3 separate regions of the Mus musculus genome follow, and all the other regions are linked to region 1. Evidence: chromatin contacts called from public HiChIP or PLAC-seq and promoter capture Hi-C data. All regions are on one chromosome and are shown on one strand. The core of a region is the stretch at or near the end of the contact, and the rest is flanking DNA. Distances in the headings are between cores, read along the strand shown.

Region 1 (3,666 bases), core at 571-3,070:
GACCATGCATCCTTAACTGCTTAGCCAATATCAAACAGAGAATAAATTCCTGGTCCTTAGCAAAACAGTGCAGAGCTTCCTCCATCTTACATGTGAGTGTGACAGGGCAGGACAGGACAGGGGTTCCTCCATCTTACATGTGAGTGTGACAGGGCAGGACAGGGCAGGGGTTCCTCCATCTTACATGTGAGTGTGACAGGGCAGGGGTTCCTCCATCTTACATGTGAGTGTGACAGGGCAGGACAGGGCAGAGCTTCTTTCATCTGTAGTCTTGCTCAGGCCATGTCAGGTTTAACTAGAATTTGATCTCCTTGATGGAGAATCCTGTAGAAAACTGCCCAACTCTATTCCAGGACCAGAGGCCAAGACGCCCCCAGCTAACTTACCTTAGCTGCTCTTTAACTGCTTGCTTCTGCAAACCTCCCCTGCAGCTACAGAGGGAGACAACAGGATATAACTTTTGCTTCTAAAAGCCCCTTGGTCTAAATGCTCCAGGCTACACTTAAACCCTGAATACCTGAGAATAGCCGCTGGAATAGACTTTGTCATTTGAGACATTTTCTCTATGTGGCCCTGGCTATCCTGGGAAAGAAAGACTTCCAATTGGCTATAAACTGTGTCTGAGTGGTCATCTCTGGTGGGCTTCCCGGAAGGGCAAACTTTATTTTTAAGAGGGTAAAATCAGGAGATTAAAACACCAAAGGACAGGAAGTGCATTTGGTTTTAACTCCAGTGGTGTCAATGTCTTTCCCCCACTAGTTGGGGTAGGACCTCACAGTCTTAATTCAGTCTGGCATGCATGAAAAGATGGGACCACAGATGAAGGGAACGGGGTCGCGGCTCAAACGACAAAGAGTCACTGCTGCAAGCCATCTAATCCCAGGAACACAGCAGTGGGCCTTTGGGGAAACAAGGGTTTACTGGGTAGGGGGATTAAAACGTTTGTGTAAAAATCTTAAACGGTGCAAGAGATAAAGATTCGAATTCCCTGTCCTAAATACAAGTTTTATGGTAGGCAAAGACATATATGATAATTCTTACAATTGAGCAGCAGTAATACGGCTGCGGGTGGGACTCTTGTACCCAGCCCGCTATCTGCATTCTTGAGGTATACTCAATATTAACTGCCTTCCATAAACAAAAGGTGCAATCTGGAAGTCGGAGCTAGACCCGACGCCGCTGCGCGAAGGACTGGGTCTGTAAAGGGCCGATGTGATTCCTGCACACAGTTGAACACAGGACGGAGGGGTCCATGCAGTGGGGAGGGCAAGAGCCCGAGACAGCTGCAAGACCTAAAACAGACATAGTTACCTAAAAATAGGCTAGTAAAGGCGCGTAGGACAGCCTGAGTCTGCGCGACCGGCCCGCGCGCGCCTGCGCACTGCTGGCTGCGCCTGTGCCCTCCCGGGCGAATGGCAAATCACGCCTAGGCACTGCTGAACCCGAGGGGTCCGCGGGTGGACTCCGCGGGCGGGCGCCTGGGGTCCGGAGCATTGTGGGAAAGCGATGCTGAGGCCACGTGACACGCCCCCACTTATCAGCGCGCAGGCCGCACTTTTGCTGTCGGCTTCAAACAAACTACCTAGCGGGGTCGGGCGACTCCGGCCCGCCCCTCGGCCGGGGTCGCGCCCGCAGGGGTGGGGGGCCAGGGGGCGGGGCGATGCGGCGGAGTGACAGCTCGCCGTGCCTATTCGGGAGCAAGGGCTGGGGCGCTGGCGCGCGCGGTGGGCCTAGACAGCCAATGGAGGCTGGGGGCGGCCCGGCTGGCGGGGAGGCGCGGGGGGAGAGGGGGCGGGCTCCAATCCGGTTCCATCCGGTTCTCCCACCGCCCCCGCGACGGGTCGCAGCAGTTCGTGTGGTGGTGGCGGCGGCGGCTTGGCAGTGCGGCTCCTCGGTGACAGATCCGACGACGCACGCGTCTCCCACCCCGCGCCGCCACGATGCCCAAGAGGAAGGTGAGTGCGGCGGGGCCGCGGCGCCCGCAGGGTTCGGGTCTGAGGGGCTCTGGAATCTTCGCGGGGTGCGGGCGGCTGGGCGTGACGTCACGCGGCCGCATTGTTCTCCGCTGTGCTTTCTCCTGCAGGTTAGCGCGGATGGAGCCGCCAAGGCGGAGGTGAGTGCGGGCCTCGGGTGGGCCGGGCGGATCGGGGCGGGCGGTGGGGTGCCGCTCACATGCGCTGCTCACCCCGTCTTTCTCTCCGCAGCCCAAGCGCCGCTCCGCGAGGCTGTCGGCCGTAAGTACCGCGCTCGGTCCGGGCCGGGACGGGAGCGAGCGGGCCGGGCCCAGCTCGCCCGCTCAGCGCCTCACACCCCCTTCTTTTATTAATTTATCTCTTGCCAGAAGCCCGCCCCTGCCAAGGTGGACGCGAAGCCGAAAAAGGCCGCGGGAAAGGTAGGTTTCGAAAAGGTGTCCAGGCAGGCCGCTTAGTTGAGGTTGTTCTAAGTGTTGGGGAGGTTTCTGGAAGGTGGGTGGGGGCGGCATGTAGTCCGTTCGCTCATCCGCAGCGACATGGCCTTTGCAGACGACCTGAGTTCAGTTCCCAGCACCCACAGGACAGCTCAGAAACATCCGTCCCTCCAGTTCCCAGAGGATCCGTGCCCTTTTCTGATTCCCAGCAGCAGGTACACGGTGCACATACGTACATGCAAAACACAAAAACTCAAGAGCCTGTATGAGCCGAAGATGACTCACTGGTTAAGAATGCACAATGCTCTTACAGAGGGACCTGAGTCTCTTGAGTGACAGCTCCAAGGGATAAGAGGATCTGATAACCTCTTCTGGCTTCTGCAGACACAGCCCGAGCATGCACAGACGCATAAGTATGCACGTTGTTTAAAAGTAAAGTTTCCCCGCCCAGGACGTTTTATGGAGCAGAGTAAAAATGGAGGAACTGTTTTCCCCATAGTTAGTTGGCGTTTTACCTTAAATGTTTGTGTGTATTTTGCCTGTGTGTGTGGGTAGGTGCATTTTGGAGGCCAAAAGAGGACTTAGAGTTAATAGTTTGGAGCTGCCAAGTGAGTGCTGGGAATTGAACCTGGATCCTCTGGGAGAGCAGCTGAGTACTTAACTTAGCCAGGGAACCGTCTATCTCTCAAGTCATAGTTTGTGATCTTTTCAAATACAGCTTCAAGGAATGGTGGTAATGTGGACTAGACTTTCTTGGGCTAGAGCAGGGCAGCAATCCTGACATGAAGACTGCCTGAGGGTCTAAGGAGTGTCTGTATATTTCTGTCCCCCGTCTCTTCTGTATGTATAAACTTGGGCATTCGTACCTATTTCCCTCTAATGTTTTTGTTTATATTTTGAGCTGCTTATAAAGTTTAAGATAAGAGCAGTTTAGGCTTGACTTAAGTAGGTTTGCTGCAGCAATTAACCATTTTCTTCTTTTGGGCAATGAGTTGGTAAGTGTTTTGTCTTTCCTTTTGCCTGCCTTCCAGTCCCTCTTACCTAATGGGGTGACATGCATGCATCCTGACACCTGGCCACCATGCTTAAGAAACAGATTTCCTTTGGCTTTCCCAAAGAAAAACTTGGGAGAAGGGCTTCATTTTTATATTTCCGCTAAACTTTTATGCCTAGTTTCTTTAATTACCTAACTAGTAGTATACACTTGGGTCACTCTTTAGAAGTAAACATTTCAAAGGCTTAATCATACATATAGCTTA
Region 2 (3,666 bases), core at 856-3,355, 200 kb before region 1:
GTCAAGACGGAGCTGACCTGGTGCCTTCACCACAGGCTCCTGTGACAGCATCTGAGAAGGTGGCAGGTTAACCACGTAGGAAAACCCTGCCTTAGCATCCGATCTCCACACACCCAGACCTGACAGGGCAGGGACAAGGGCAGTCGGTCCTTCTAAGACCCGGTCTTGACTGTCTGCTCAGGTGATCACAACCACATTTTTGAGACTCTGTGTTTCTCTTCCCTGTTTTTGGAAATCTAGCTTAGGTAGGTCCTGGAACCCTGAGTCTGGTTAGCGTCTACCAGTATAAACCCTGTGTGCCCCCTCCCCAATACCACCTGGGCCATTGAGCTCACTGAAAACAAACAAGCCATCAGCCATGCACAAGGCTCTTGATGATATACACATGCATATTTCTTTCTACACTGTGGATGCAAAGGTATGGGATTTTAAAGTGTCTCTAAACACTCCACCCTCAATGGAAGAAAGGATTTGCTTTGAGGGTTTCCAGCTTCAGGGGGTGCAATCCACGGTCATCTGGCTTCTGCTAGGTGCTAACTAACACAGCTTGAAAGTCTTCACTAGGCACTGGTGGTCCCATCTCCAGAATAGCTCCTTGTGTTGGCCTGAGTCCTGCCACAGTTCTGGAAGTGTTCTTCAGCCCGACTGCTTCAGACTCATTCTCTACAGCTAGCCTCAAGTCTGAAATGAGGCATCTCTTGCAGGGGCCTCTAATCCCTCTTGTTTGAGTCCCACAGGGTAGGCAGCAAGGGTCTGCATGATGAAAGACCACCCACGGTGTCTAGGATTATAACCTAGATGACAGTAAGGGAGGGTCTCCAAGAGAGAACAAACCATGTGCCAAACCTAGTATCTCCCAGTCCGGTTCTAGACAAAGCTTCCAGCCGACCAACAGACCCTGTGTATGCATCTCCTCTCAGCAGCACCCACTTCTCTGGTTCTAGACTGTAGTCTCCCCTCCCCCAGCCTGAAACCTGCTTGCTCAGGGGTGGAGCTTCCTGCTCATTCGTTCTGCCACGCCCACTGCTAAAACCTGCTGAGCCACACACGTGCACCTTTCTACTGGATTATTCGGCAGGAATCGGGTCCCCTCCCCCTTCCTTCATAACTGAGTGCCGTAACAGTAAAATTTGAGCTTTGATCAGAATAACTGTCTTGGCTACATTTCTTTCTCTCGCCACCTAGCCCCTCTTCTCTTCCAGGTTTCCAAAATGCCTTTCCAGGCTAAAACCCAGGTTGTGGTCTGCTGGCCGAACACAACACTAGACCCCATTGCTCAAGTGTTTTGCCTCATTCCATACCTGCCTCAGCAGGAGGGAACCCCTACGATAGCTTAAAGTCACTGTCAGAAGGTGTAATTATTACTGTACTGGGGATTGCTGTAGAGTGGGTATCTCACTCTACAACAAAATCATTGCACAACAGAGTCTTTTTGTTTTGGGCTTGTTTCTTCAGTTTTTAGAAACTTTAAATTTTTGTGCATGGCCATGGAAATATATTCACAGGCTACAAAGAAAGAACAGGAGTCCCAGTGAAACTGAGATTTGAGCTTTTCTTCAACTGCTCTCTGCTTGTTCTGTGCACGGCCAGGGAGGCTTTCAAATTAGCAAAACATCATGAAAACTGCTGATTCATGCTCCACAGCCAGGAGTGTTATTCCTGCATTGGTGCACAATTTCTGTTGCTTTCTCCCCCCACCCCCACCCCGGAATGTAAGCATCATTTTCAATCCTTTGCTAAGGCAAGCCATGTTCCTGTTAGCAGTCCTTATATGTCATTTCATTGGTGCTGGCAAACGCCAGCAAAGGGAGAGGGGGGGTTGGCCACCAGCATGGGGGGTGGGGGTGGGGATCATTAGCTCAGAGGATAATGGGAGTGTAAGACTGCTTGGCTATCGCTAACACCCTACACACCTTCTCAGAGGAACGCTTAGGGTGGTTTCCATGATGACAACTTGATCAAATCAGATCGATTTCCCCCGTGATCCCTTTCTCTGTATGATTCCAAAGTACTGTTGGCAAACCTGGAACTCACACAAAGTTGGAAGGACAAGTGGAGCAGGCACTGCCCTCACTGCAGGTTGCCATGGTCACCACCAACAGCAGCAGCCAGAGAGAGACCTGGCAATGGGTTCCAGCCCCAGCTTCCTCCCCACTGCCTCAGCCACACGCACAGCTCCACGGCCACAATGAACCTGCACCTGCACCTCCAAGGCCCTGGCTCCCCTTGCAGCTGAAGCACATGGCTTTTCAGTGTGGAGGCTGCCAATTCACCTCTGATCCGTTAGCTCTGCCTCCTCAAGCTCCTGCTAAGGTGGCAGGAGCCCATTCCTCCAGTGAACTCCTTTCCCACGCCCCGTGGGTCTGTCTCGCCCTAGAAAAGAGAAGTGTGATGTGGGAAAATGACCTCTGCTCGCCATAGGAGGTCAGAGAGGTTCATTTAGGCTTGGGGGTAAGAAAACCTGTGAAACCCTGACCTCTGACAATGCAGGCCCAAGCTAACTTTACATGTCTCATTTCTTGTGTACTGGTCAGAGCTTGCCCAGAGGTGCCATGAGAGATCGTCCTCAGAGTGGGCAGGGCTGTCTATGCTGGAAAGTTGTGGCCAGCTATTGCATGATTTAGACTAGGGGTGGGAAGTAGTTCGGTTTGTTTTGCTCTCTCTTTTCTTTTTTAGCTTGAATTCAAGAACATTCGTCTCTGAAGGTGCAAACCAGGTGCCTGTGGACACCTTGGGTTGTGTTCTTAAGGTGCCCAAATAAAGCATAGTCATGACTAGTTAATACCTCATATTGTAGGCAATAAAGCCCACAAGGCCTCAATCCCAGACAAAGAGCTACAGGCAACTAGAGAATGCTGAGAGTGGGGGAAATAGCCTTCCTCAGGAAGAGCACACAACTGGTTCTCCAATACCAACTAGAAACAGACATGCAAATCCTATCACATGGGTTGAGCAGGTTTACTTTATGTTTTTAGGAAAAAACATATTACTGATTATATAATATATTCTTAATTAAGAAGGAAGGGAGATGTGATACAACTGTATTATAATTCCCACCCAATTTTTTTTAATATACACAACAGATAGAGATCTGGAGCCACTGGTCCTACTGCCCCTTGTTCAGCTTCTGCCAGCTCTAACTGCCACCCCTCCAAGCTTCCACACACATCTGCCCCACAAATTAGAACCTGTCTATGCCCTATCCGCTCCTGCTTTATGACAACCACTTACCTTGCCTAAGTCATCTTGGTAGTTGGGAAGGGAAGCTCTGGCAACCATCGTTTCCTGTGTTTCTGGCTAACACAAACATCCTGGTTCCTATGGTTATTTCAGAGATCTCAGCTACCCTCTCCACAGGCCACAGGTCTACTTCTGGCTCTTAAGTGAGCCCCTCCCTCTAATGAAAAGCTCATCTACTGGTTCACTGCTGCACAGAATACCAAAACAGGGCCCTCTTAAAGACGGGATTCTGCCCTTCCCCTATGAAGTTCGACTTTTGCTATAGGCTTTCTGTACACACTAGTTAAGGTTTACAGTTACAGTCTACAGGAACCAAGTCTCTCTAGACTCATAACAGATCCACAGCAGCAGAGTGGTATCAGGTAGAACAGGAAATCCATGTAAGTCCGGCAAAATGGCTCAGAGTGGGTCAGAGTCAGTAGAACC
Region 3 (3,666 bases), core at 783-3,282, 150 kb before region 1:
CCCAGAATCTCTATCACCTGTCTCACCCACTCTTTTGCTTTGTAGCTTGGCTCAGACAGTTCCCTTCCCAGAGGCCAAGAAAAGTGTTGTGTAAACCCACTGGAGACAGCCACAAAGCCTGATGGAGTGAAATACCCAAGCCTAGCCAGAGCGTAGACTGAAATTTGGAAAGGAGAAGGACCAACTGTGTGCAGGAGAAAAGTCAACTGCGTGTACCGGAGGCCACTCCTCAACTCTCACCTCTACCTTCCTCTCCTACAACCCCACCCCAGCGTGAACACACACGCACGCACGCAAGCCCACACTCAGCTCACCCAACCCAGGGTGGAGCCAATGCAGTGAACTCCTGACGGCTGATATTCATAGTCAGGTGAGAAGACATGTTTGTTCTGTCAGGACCAAGCAAGGGTCACATCTTAACTGACTCATCTAGGGACAGAGGATGCCCTGCAGCAAGCGGCTGCTCCAGGACACTGGAACTGTGGGTGAATGTTCTGGACCAGGATCTAGTCCTGACAGAAAACCCAGGAGAAATGGGATCAGAGGCCCAGTTAAACAGCACACCAAACGGATGGCAAGTTTCTGAGCTCAGAACCAAAGGCCAAGACCAAGCCCAGAGAAACAGAGACTGCTCTCTGGAGGCCCTTCTAGGATCCTCTGAACCTGCCCTGCCTACCTCCTGAGACCAGAGAGTGAAACGGAAGGAGACCCTGCTGAAAGGAGACTTACCATCATGCTGGGACATCTCACCCATCTCATGACTCAGAGATGCCCAGGTTTATTCAGAGCGCCTGCCCAAAACCAACAAGAAAGGGCCATCTGTTCAGAGGGACATTCAGAAAGGAACAACTGTCTGGGTCAAGCTGGGCGGGGGGAAGGACCCCTTTGGTCCTTCCTTTGTAGGACCTGCTCCTCAGGGTCACTTCTCAGTGTCATCAACCTTGTCCTGAGCTTCTCCCTCAAAAATCAGACTTTAGTTTTTAATTAGACAAAAACCGAAGGTGACAGAAAACAGTCAATCCTGACATGATCTCTTTGAAGCCAAATGCTCACATTACTCAAACTGGGTGGGTTGGTTGGTTTGTTTTAAAGAAAAGACACTGAAGAGATGGAACAGTTAGACGGAGCATATACAAGACTGGATGGATGGCTGACGGACAAATTAAACACAGACAGTTTTGTTTTGTTTTGTTCAGTTCTGAAGATTGAGCTGGGGCCTCCCACATGTCCAGAGGCAACTGTATCACTAAAGCTATATTCCTTGCCCAAAGCTATAATTTAACTGAAAATTTTCATTATACACAAATGAGCTTAATAAACATGCATATAACTCAGCCATGAACTAAGAATTTCCTACATTTATAAAATGGATAAAAGCCCAACACTGACTGGAGCAAAACCTTTCCCCAGACCCCAGCGCATTAAAACCTACACACACACACACACACACACACACACACACACACACATATCATAGTGCATCTAACCCCTACCCACAACTCACCACCAAAGAAAATGTTGATTATCAAGCCCAAGGCACTCCCATGAACAGAAGAACACCCCAGGAAGTCAGCCCCTGGCTGTCATCCCTGACTGTCACCCCTGGCTGAGAAGAAGGCTTTTTTCTTTCTTGTTCTCAGCCCTGGGCCCACACACTGCAGGAGCTGCTGCAGCAGGATGCTTCGGAGTTGGCTTTAGAATTTGACTTGATTGATGTTATTTTCTCTAGCTCGAGCTATTCTTTTGAATCCTGTGCTGTGTCCATCGATGTGTAACCCTCATTTATATGTGCGCTGCTACCCACCCAGAAGCACAACTTCCTTCGGTGTGGTATATATACAAGTCTCTGTCAGTGAATCCAAGCTCTCATCAAGCTCCGTGATATCTCTGCCTTAATTTTACAGGAAGAACACATGGATGCCAGCCTGCCCTGCTGTTTCTAGTGCCTGCGCCCCGCGCCCCCGCCTCCCGCAGCAATTCCTTACCGTCGTCCTGCTGGAGCTGAGAAGGGACAGGGCAGGGGACGCAGGCGGCCCGAAGGCTCTGTCCAGGCCAGGGCAGCCGCAAGCTGGACTGGCATTTGCAAGTGGGAGGAGCGCGCGGCAATGCGCTTAGGGACTGTGATAGGTGCGCGGCGGCGGGAGGAGGTGCACTTGAGTCCCGCAGCGCAGCAGCGGCCGGTTAGTCAGAGCCTGGGTCCCTGGACCACAGAGCAGCGAGCTGCTGCGTTATGGAGAAGCAGCAGGAACCGGCTGCCAAGGTCCCGCCTCCCGAGTGCGCTGGCCAGAGCATCTTCCCTGGCACCAGCATTTGCGCAGATCCTCAGCTCCTCTAGGGCCGCTGCGGGCTGTGCGCTCTAGCCCTCCCAGGGGACAGTCTTGAAGTTAACTTTGAATTTACTGGCGGTGCAGGCCAAACCGCAGGGTCCTGCATTTCCCACACCCAGTGACCACCGAAAGACCACGACGCTCCAGGGGTGGGGGTGAGGCAGGGCGAGAATTCTCATAAGAAAGGTTTGTGCAAGGTCAAAGAACCTCATGGGAATGTGCCTGCATCCTATTTACTTGGGCAGTGACAAGGGTACAATTCATTTTCCCGTGTTGCAGGTTTGGAAATTGAGGCACAGGAAAGTTAAGAGGCTGGTGCTGGGTACCGCTCTCTGACACAGACCAAGTGGGAAAGGATGCGTTGGTAGAACCGAGGGAAAGAGACTAGCTGGAATAGCAGAAGACACCAGACCTTTCTCTGGCCTGAAACATGTCCATATATTTATGCGCCCATATGTGCAAGACTGCACAGTTTTTTACCAGTTGAATACTGCTGTAATTCAGTGGTCCTCAGCCCTAGCTGCACAGTACAATCTTTGAGAAGCTCCGAAGATGCACAGCTCTCATCCCAAGCAAGCGAAGGTCGCTTATTTTCCTTAAGGTCGTGTCTTCCATGTTCTCAGAACAATGAAGGTTCTCGTTTGCCTACAGTTTAGCACGCTGTTGTTTTTACAAAAATGCGTTCCTGGGCTAGGAATGTGGAGCAAACATTAGAACGACTGGAATCCGTGGCCCTAATGATATAGACTCCTTTCAGAGAAGGTGGGCAGGGTCTATGGATTGTGGGGACTGCGGGAGAGGAAAGGCTTTAAGTGATACACTGCCAACACCCGTGATTATTAAACTCCCACGCTGCTACTCTGTGCAGGGCTTCATGAAGAAGCTCAGTCTCCTAGGGTAACCAGGGACTGATGTAGAAGCAGAACTAAGATGTACAGAGGCCCCTGCAGCCTGGGGGCTGAATCTTCCTTCCAGGTTCAGGGCTAAGGCCACTACCCTCCACATCTGCCTCTCCCTCCTGGCTCTACCTGACCTCTGAGCAATCCCATCCCTACCTATCCCATAGTTTCTCAGCCAAGGTGACCTTGGTCTCAAACAAGTGAGGGATGCAACCAGATGCAGGGGTATTCCATTTGTTTCTGTGTTTACTTACAAAATGGTAAGTGGTGTCTCTGGATGGGCAAATGCCTCCTGGAGAGCAAAACTGTCTCCAGTTGAGAACCTACTCTAGTAGAAAGGTCAGGACCCAGGGACCTACAAACAGCCTTATAGAGTCGCTTGCTTGGGCATTTTGTTAAAGGAACAGATCTGACTCCTATAGCCTCTTTTTAACTTGTTC

Evidence for each region. HiChIP or PLAC-seq counts read pairs in DNA pulled down with a chosen protein or histone mark. Capture Hi-C pulls out chosen DNA fragments and counts their contacts.
Region 2: an H3K4me3 HiChIP or PLAC-seq map of forebrain shows a contact between it and region 1, with 3 times the contacts expected there. The contact joins the enhancer-like site here to the promoter of Hmgn1 in region 1. A contact is called at or near these places in 4 of 39 promoter capture datasets (the 3T3-L1 cell line, embryonic stem cells, hippocampal neurons and 1 more), 5 of 484 Hi-C or Micro-C datasets (the G1E-ER4 cell line, embryonic stem cells and granulocyte-monocyte progenitors), 2 of 115 datasets of contacts at active chromatin or transcription factors (embryonic stem cells and forebrain) and 1 of 9 other capture datasets (embryonic stem cells).
Region 3: a contact with region 1 is called in a promoter capture Hi-C map of pancreatic islet. The contact joins the promoter of B3galt5 here to the promoter of Hmgn1 in region 1. A contact is called at or near these places in 1 of 484 Hi-C or Micro-C datasets (nephron progenitors), 1 of 115 datasets of contacts at active chromatin or transcription factors (embryonic stem cells) and 2 of 9 other capture datasets (liver and pancreatic islet).

Annotation. Positions count from the first base shown.
Region 1 is chr16:96,125,879-96,129,544 of GRCm38.p6, reverse strand. It overlaps Hmgn1 (high mobility group nucleosomal binding domain 1), which reads left to right and starts at 1,820. Exons shown (of 6, transcript NM_008251.3): 1 at 1,820-1,955; 2 at 2,084-2,113; 3 at 2,205-2,234; 4 at 2,342-2,392. The coding sequence starts at 1,941.
Region 2 is chr16:96,324,765-96,328,430 of GRCm38.p6, reverse strand. No RefSeq gene overlaps it. Among named protein-coding and RNA genes, the nearest start is that of Gm41510, 25 kb to the left of the region's middle. Within about 2 kb of position 2,105, at least 59 of the 459 cell types and tissues checked have an H3K27ac peak or open chromatin away from gene starts, as enhancers often do. A contact at or near this core is called in embryonic stem cells, forebrain and hippocampal neurons, where this site is marked.
Region 3 is chr16:96,279,398-96,283,063 of GRCm38.p6, reverse strand. B3galt5 (UDP-Gal:betaGlcNAc beta 1,3-galactosyltransferase, polypeptide 5) reads right to left here and starts at 2,032. Exons shown (of 3, transcript NM_033149.3): 1 at 1,986-2,032.